Linked DNA regions of Ovis aries: region 1 is linked to region 2. A link is a contact called in public Hi-C data. All regions are on one chromosome and are shown on one strand. The core of a region is the stretch at or near the end of the contact, and the rest is flanking DNA. Distances in the headings are between cores, read along the strand shown. Region 1 overlaps H6PD (hexose-6-phosphate dehydrogenase/glucose 1-dehydrogenase). Region 2 overlaps LOC105606443 (a long non-coding RNA gene).

Evidence for each region. A called contact is a pair of places that touch in the nucleus more often than the background predicts.
Region 1: a Hi-C map of hypothalamus shows a contact between it and region 2, with 4 times the contacts expected there. The contact joins two enhancer-like sites. A contact is called at or near these places in 6 of 16 Hi-C or Micro-C datasets (hypothalamus, mesenteric adipose tissue, muscle and 3 more).

What each region holds. Positions count from the first base shown.
Region 1 is chr12:43,466,107-43,469,688 of ARS-UI_Ramb_v3.0, forward strand. It overlaps H6PD (hexose-6-phosphate dehydrogenase/glucose 1-dehydrogenase), which reads right to left. Exons shown (of 5, transcript XM_027975665.3): 5 at 1-3,582. Among named protein-coding and RNA genes, the nearest start is that of SPSB1, 30 kb to the left of the region's middle. Within about 2 kb of position 1,940, at least 4 of the 54 cell types and tissues checked have an H3K27ac peak or open chromatin away from gene starts, as enhancers often do. A contact at or near this core is called in hypothalamus, where this site is marked.
Region 2 is chr12:43,280,720-43,284,317 of ARS-UI_Ramb_v3.0, forward strand. LOC105606443 (a long non-coding RNA gene) reads right to left here. Exons shown (of 6, transcript XR_009595693.1): 5 at 516-3,598. Among named protein-coding and RNA genes, the nearest start is that of SLC25A33, 78 kb to the left of the region's middle. Within about 2 kb of position 1,717, at least 11 of the 54 cell types and tissues checked have an H3K27ac peak or open chromatin away from gene starts, as enhancers often do. A contact at or near this core is called in hypothalamus, where this site is marked.

The DNA.
Region 1 (3,582 bases), core at 690-3,189, 190 kb after region 2:
GAAGGTCCCAGACCGGGGAGACTGGACCCGTGAGCTCTGGAACAAGAGTCCCCAAGGGAGTGTTCTGAAATACCGCCTGCTGGCAGAGCTCGGGTTGTGCTGGTCCCTGGGAGGCCCGGGACTGGGAAGAAAGCACTGTCGGCAGAAGAACAAGAAGTGGGGCAGGAGGACAGGACTGTCCTAACTTGCAGTTGGCAGGAAACTTTGCTCCCGGAGCAACATCAGAATCTAGCTTCTAGCAGCTGGGAAAGTCCCTAAATCTCTCCCTGCAGCAACTGGTAATAAACCTGCTTCAGAGAAGAGGATGTGAGCCGGCCTCCAAGAGGAGGGGCCGGTCTCCTTTCACAGGCCTGCAGAGCCGCTCCAGCTGCCTGGGCTCTGTCTGGGAAACGCTGGGAGCTGCACTGGGCTCCCTGGGAAGGAGGTGGTACCGCAGGATGGCTGGGAGCACATGTCTACAACCCTGCGGTCCACGTCCGGTTTAGAACTGGCCTGCTGTCGTCAGACAACTCCAGTTTCAACTTCAAAATCATCGGTCAATTAGGATCCCTCCACCTTCTCACGGGGTTGTTGTAAAGACGAAACAAGACCATACAGCAGAAAACATTTAGTACTCAGCCTGCCACCCTCTGTATAGGACACATCATCACCGCTTCCAGAAGCCCTGGGGCTCCGACTGATGTGTCTTCCATCACCCACCCCTCCCCTCCCTTGTGATGGGAGCGGTGAGCATCCCACCACGGAGGCTGTAGCAGCATCAGTGGAGACCAGCCTGATGCATGAAGCTGCAGGAACAGGAAGCCTGGGTACCAGTTCCAGAGTGCTCATGAGCATCCCTGTGTAAGCTGGGTGCCCGTGCTCCTTTCCAACCCTTGGGACCTCGGTTTACCCAACAGTGTAAAAGTCAGATTAGAGCAACACGTTTCAAACTATGGATCAGCTTGATTTAGTGAATTATAAGCAGCATTTTTTTTTTTTTTTTAAAAAGAAGGTATCCAGAATTCTCAGGATGAGAATTCATTTATGGAACTTTGGCTTGAGATGCAGATTCATACATGAGTGCAAGCGCTGACTCATGATGTAAAGTGTGTTTCTTGCTGTGGATCATGACCCAGAAAGTCTGAAAACCACCAGCACAGGATAGGAGAGAGAAAAGGGGAAGGGGAGCGGGAGGAAGCGGGACTGTGACAAGGGCTCCCAGTGGACTACGCTGGTGTGAGTTTAAGACAGTGCTTCCTAGAGGGGTGGGATTGGGGGTGGGGAGCTTCGAGGGAGGTTTAAGAGGGAGGTGCACATGTGCATGCTCTCTGCAACCCCTTGGGCCGTAGCCTGCCAGGCTCCCTGTCCATGGGATTCTCCAGGCAAGAATACTGCAGTGGGCTGCCATTTCCTTCTCCAGATCTTCCCGACCCAGGGACTGAACCCACATCTCCCATACTGGCAGGTGGACTCTTCACCAGCGAGCCACCAGGGAAGCAGCGCAGGAGGCAGGGGATGTGTGTACAAAGAGCTGACTCACTCTGTTGTACGGCAGAAACTAACACCATAAAGCAACTGCACCCCAATTAAAAAACAACAAAAACCCCAGAGCACTTGATTCTGGGAAGGAAACCCTGGCACTTCCTGCCCCGCCTGGCCCCTACACACGCTCTCCAAAGATGAAGGTGCATTTTGAGGCAAGGTGCTCCTCTCAGAACAGGACATGCCCGGCTCAGGCCTGTGGTAACTTGCTGTTACTCAGAAATGGTGACATCAGAAGTTTGCTGGCCCCTTATCCTGCAGCGACACTTGGGCACATGCAAGTCCCTCTCTTTCTCACAGAAGTTCCTAAGGAACAGATTGGGGAGGGGGAGGTCCTCAGTGCTAGGGATCCGGGGAGGCTCAGGAGCCTGGGGGCGGGGAGAGATGAGCGGCTCTGTGGTCCAGACAGCAGGGATGGTCTGAGGGCGCCCCCATGTGGCCACACGTGACACCTGCAGTCACGTGTCCATTCCCGCAGTCCACTCCCATCAGCAGCCTCAAAGCTAAAAACGCTGATTTTCAGAAAGGGAGGAAACTTTCCCACCTGGGCACTGTGCTCTGATCGGCCAAGGTGAGTCTTCTGGGCATTAATATTGATGTCCTGTCTGGATGGGGTCTCTGGAGGCTGGGGGAAGCCAAATGTTATTGGGAGCCTTTATGTGCAGAGCCCCCTGCCAGCACCCACCTCACAGGCACACATCTCCAAAGCAAGAATTCTTGTAAATTCTTGAAGAAGTGTAAACAGCCTTGAAGAAAGTGCAAACAATCAAAAGTTGAAAGACACATTTCATGATGCTCCTTCTTGCCCAGGAAAGCCCTTGGTGTGACCTTGACACTTTGTATCTGCCTGATCTGATACAAACTGTGCCTATCAGATGGGGAAGCTGTTCCACAGAAAACCCTGCTTTACCCTTCACTCATGTAACTTGGGCTGTGTGGAAAGCTGAAATCAAGCGTTTTGAGAATTTTCACTTTTTTATAAAAGAATCTTGTAGATGCCTCCCACCGCTTGGGGGTTTCAGAGAAACAGCTGTTATTGGCCCAGGACTTCTTGGGAGCACCTGTTTACTCTAAATGAGAAGCTCGACCGGGACTGCCTCCCCCAAGTCTTCAGCGTTGTGTTAGTGGTGAAGTGAGCGGTGGCAGAAGGGGCTGGCACATAAGAGGCCACTGCCTCCATGAGGTAGTGTGAAAGGGTGGGCAGCAGTCGCCCTTTCTCGGCACTGACAACCAGCGAAGGCCCTGGGACAGCGGTGGACTGCCACTGCTGACGTGGGCTGCAGCCGCTCCGCCAGGGAGGCCTGGCTCCAGCTGGGTGAGGGTCGGAGCGCCTGGATGGTCTGGGTGCCCTGATGTCACATCTCACTCCCCCTAGATGTTACCATAGGAGAAAGATTTAACTGGATTTTTTCAGGAAAAACGAGGAGACGCTGAGAGCGGAAACACTCACTGGAAGTCCCTTGAGACAAAAGGATCCTCTTCAGTGTGGATCCCAGGAATGGTCTGACCAACTCTGTCCAGTGTGTTTCAGTGCCTCACGCAGAGCTGTCTGGCTGTGGTGGCAGGTTCACGCTATCGGCACCCGCCCCCCACAAAAGACAGGCTCCAGCAGGGCCGAGGCGGGAGACAGCGGCACGTGCCTGGGGCAGGGGTCCTCCCTGATGGAGCTGGGGAACCGGCGCCTCCTGCCATTGGTAAAGTCCACCTACTGAGAAAAGGAGCTCCACAGCACAGCCACAAGATTCTTGGACCCATTTCCACATCCTAGCGTTTGTTGCTAGGGAGTCTGAGGGACAGCAAAGCAGAGGGGGTGGGAAGACCTCCCTGGTGGAGGTCCAGGAAGGCGGGACCTGAGACGCAGAGCAAGCGGAGGTGGCCCTGGAGGGGACAGGACAGCAGGCTGAGCTGGAGGCTGGAGAAAAAAAGGACGGAGGAGGAGGCGGCAGGTCCTAGCAGGCGCTCGTGGCTCCAGGTGGGCACCTGGGCTCCAGCATCCACACTCTGCTTTTCTGCTGGAGGCAGTCCAAGGCTCCTGGCCCACAGGTACCTTCTGGTTAACCA
Region 2 (3,598 bases), core at 467-2,966:
CCTCAGTACCACTGCCAAGACGCTGAACCTAAGAAAGCTCTTACTTTCCTGCTGAAAACACAAAGATATTTTCAGGTTTGCTCATTGGTATTCTTGTACTTCCAGGGGAAAAAAAAAAATCTATCTGTAATTTGGCATGTTAAGGCCAAAGAGTGCATGCAAGTTTCCTCTCTTCTCTAGGTGTGCCCGTGATGTCATACAGGGATCTTCTGAGTTTCTTTCTCAGGTTCCCTGCTGAGCCTTCCAAGAGCCCAGCCTCGTGCCCTCTCCAGGCGGTGGCCACCTGCCTCCTCCTGGTGTCAGCCTGCAATGAAGTCCCTCTTGTCTGATTCCGAGTCCATGGCCGATCCTTCCAAGGAATAACAGAATGCATGGAAGGAACTAGGTTCCCAAATAGCACATATAGCAGAGAGAGAAATTCCTGTTTCTTTCCCAGTTCCTCAGGGTTCATGCCCAGAGCCCTTGATTAACCCTGAACAGTCACATATATGATTTACAGAAATCAAATCACCCACCTGTGGTATCTTGGTGTGGGACCTGGAAACATCACACATGTAAATCTGAGCCTGGAGAGATTCTTGCAGTGTCAGGCCTGCGTCCACCTACAGCTTCCTCTAGGTGTCAAGCTGAGGCCTGGAAAGCACAAAATTCATTTTCCTTAGCCTTTCACAGACTTTTCCTCTTGACCCAGAAGATGAGTCCTGCTGCTGGGCTATTCAGAGACCAGGCCTTTTTATAAGCATATCGTCTTTGTTTTGAATCTTTCCTTGGAATTTCTGTAATCAAAGCTGACAAGTGCTTTTATCCCAGATGGACAGAGACGCTTGGTTCAACTCAGAGGCTTCCTGGTGTCTGCCTGGTCCCTCCTCACCATGGAGAACCCTGAGGCCTCAGCAGTGACGGCTGACTGGCCATGGCTCCTTTTCCTGGGTCGGTCTGCATTTGGGACCAGGAGCCTGGACCCCTCTGGTCCCATCTGGCTTTCCATGATCTCAGTCCTTCAATGGTCTCTGCATCTTCCCTGGGATAAACACCTCCGTCCCCACTTGGCTAACATCTTAACTAGGTTTTCCCAGATCGAACCACGTCAGCTTCACACTGTCTGAGGATGCAGACTCTGAAGGATCATGAGTAAAGCTAGTCATCTTGGGTTTTGCACAAAGGTGAGAAGATGTTGTTGGGTGACTGGAGATGGAGGTTCGAGTCCACTGCCCTGGACGCCCACTCTGGGAGCTCAGTTGGGATGTTTTGATCCACTCTCGCCAGAGGGCGCCGCACTCCTTTATTGTTCCCCCAGTCTTGCTTCCAGATTTCAGAGGCTCAGGTAGAGGGGGTGGACGCTTTCTAGATTCTCACAATCGCCGCTTGGCAAATGACTCAGAGGCATCACGTTGCCTGTTGGGGAGCTTGATGGTTTTAGGAGCGAAAACTCAGCTGACCTGACAAAGGCTCTTTGATCAAATGACCAGCTTTTGTACTGAACCACAGACGGCAAGCAAGAGTTTCCTTCTTGATTCCTATTCCATTTTATGACTCAAAAATAATTTCCTCCTTTTCCGAGGACAGCATCCACCCCATCTGGGATCTTTTGTGGCATAGAGATCCAGGAAAAAAAAAGTGCATCTGAAAAAGTGGATCCACATTAATCTTGGGTGCAGCTGTACTACACCAAGAAAATGCACCAAGACATTTATCTTTCTTGGTGCTGCTGGTCATTCAAAGGAGGGCAGGACGGAAGCCCTCAGCCACACAGGAATTGGACCACTATCCTCTTCCTCATGGACTGGACGGGGGTCCAAGGACAGACCTTCCATCAGCACAGCTCTCACTGTCCATGGGTGAGTGAAAAGCTGCTCAGAATACTACCTGGGGGAGCCCAGCCCAGGAGTCCTTGGAGATGGATCTTAACTCTCCCACCAGGGAGAAACCAGAGGCGTTGTGCCATGGTGAGGTGTGTATGTGTATGTAAAAGTTACAGGGGTGCAATCTGGGGGAGTCCCTCCCCTGACTCTGCCCATCGGTGCAGTTTGCACTCAGGATGCAGAAGCCGGGTCCTAGAGATGCTTCTGTTCTTGTTCTGGGGATCTGTGCTGCTCTGTTTCCCCAGGTGGCCAGTCTCGCTGTGCCTCTTCCATCCATGGGTGTTTCTGGCCTTACTAGGCTCTGTGTCACTGATAATAAAGGTGGCCTTCCCCTCTGGCCCAGTGCACATGGGCTCCAGGGAGCCTGGAACGCTGGGGAGGGCAGCCCAGCAGGCCGCACAGCCTAGATACTTTAACTGCAGAGCCCCTCCGGGCCTCTCCTGGGATGGCTGGGGGCCCTGGATGGGAAAAGCAGCTCTGGTTTCATCCAGGGCCTCTACAGGTCAGCTCGCCTTGGTCCCCTGGGGTCTGTGTTCTGGCCACCACTACCCTGGCTGGGAGGCACGCCATGTCCCTCAGCCTAGTTTAAGCAAGTTTTTGCCCTGGAACTTTTTTAAAAAAAGAATTTTTAAAATTTATTTTTGGCTGTGCTGGGTCTTTGTTGCTGCATGTGGGCTTTCTCTAGTTGCAATGAGAAGGGACTACTCTCTAGTACACGAGCTTCTCATTGTGGTGGCTTTTCTTGTTGTGGAGCACCTGCAGGCTTTAGTAGCTGAGGTTCCTGGCCTCTAGAGCACAGGCTTAGTAGTTGTGGTGCTAGGGCTTAGTTGCTCTGAGCCACGTGCGGTCTTCCCAGGTCAGGGACTGAACCCATGTCTCCTGCATTGGCAGGTGGATTCTTTACCGCCTGGGGCCAGGGAGGCCCCACAAGTTTTAAAAATAATTTTTGAAAGAAATTATTTTGGGGCCACGCTGTCCAGCATGCATGATCTTAGTACCCCAACAAGGGATCAAATCTGCACCTCCTGCAGTGCAAGCACAGTCTTAGCCACTGGACCACCAGGGAAGAGCCTGTCCTGGGACATTTTTACAACAGAGAATTCATGTGGTGGTTGTTGTAGGGGTGGAGGTTCTCAGAAAGACATCAGAAAAACTTGTTTCTCCCACAGGCCATCCTTCTGGAGCCCCACCCCCGCAGAGGGCCTGGCTCCTTGGTGCTGCTGCCAAACTGGGTGATGGAGAGGTGCTCTCCAATTCATGGCTTCCCATGGTTTCCTTTTTAAATGGAACCACTTCTCATGTTCGCCAAATAAGAACTTTAAGGGCAACAGCAACATACTATTCTCCTTCTTTTAAATTTAGCCCTGTTGCAAGGCACAGGGCTTCCCTGTTGGCTCAGACAGTAAAGAATCTGCCTGCAATGAAGGAGACTCAGGATTGATCCCTGGGTTGGGAAGATCCCCTGGGGAGAGGAATGGCAACCACTCCAGTAACCTTGCCTGGAGAATTCCATGGACAGAGGAGCCTGGTGGGCTACAGTCCATCAGGTCACAAACAGTCGGACACGACTGAGCGACTAACACTTCCACTTTGTGAGGTGTATGGGATCTTAATTCCCCAACCAGGTATTGAACTTGAGCCCTCGGCAGTGAAAGTACGGAGTCTTAACCATCAGATCACCAGGGAATTCCCTATTCTTATCATTTTTTAAAAGGAAAGCTCTTCCCAGGAAATTG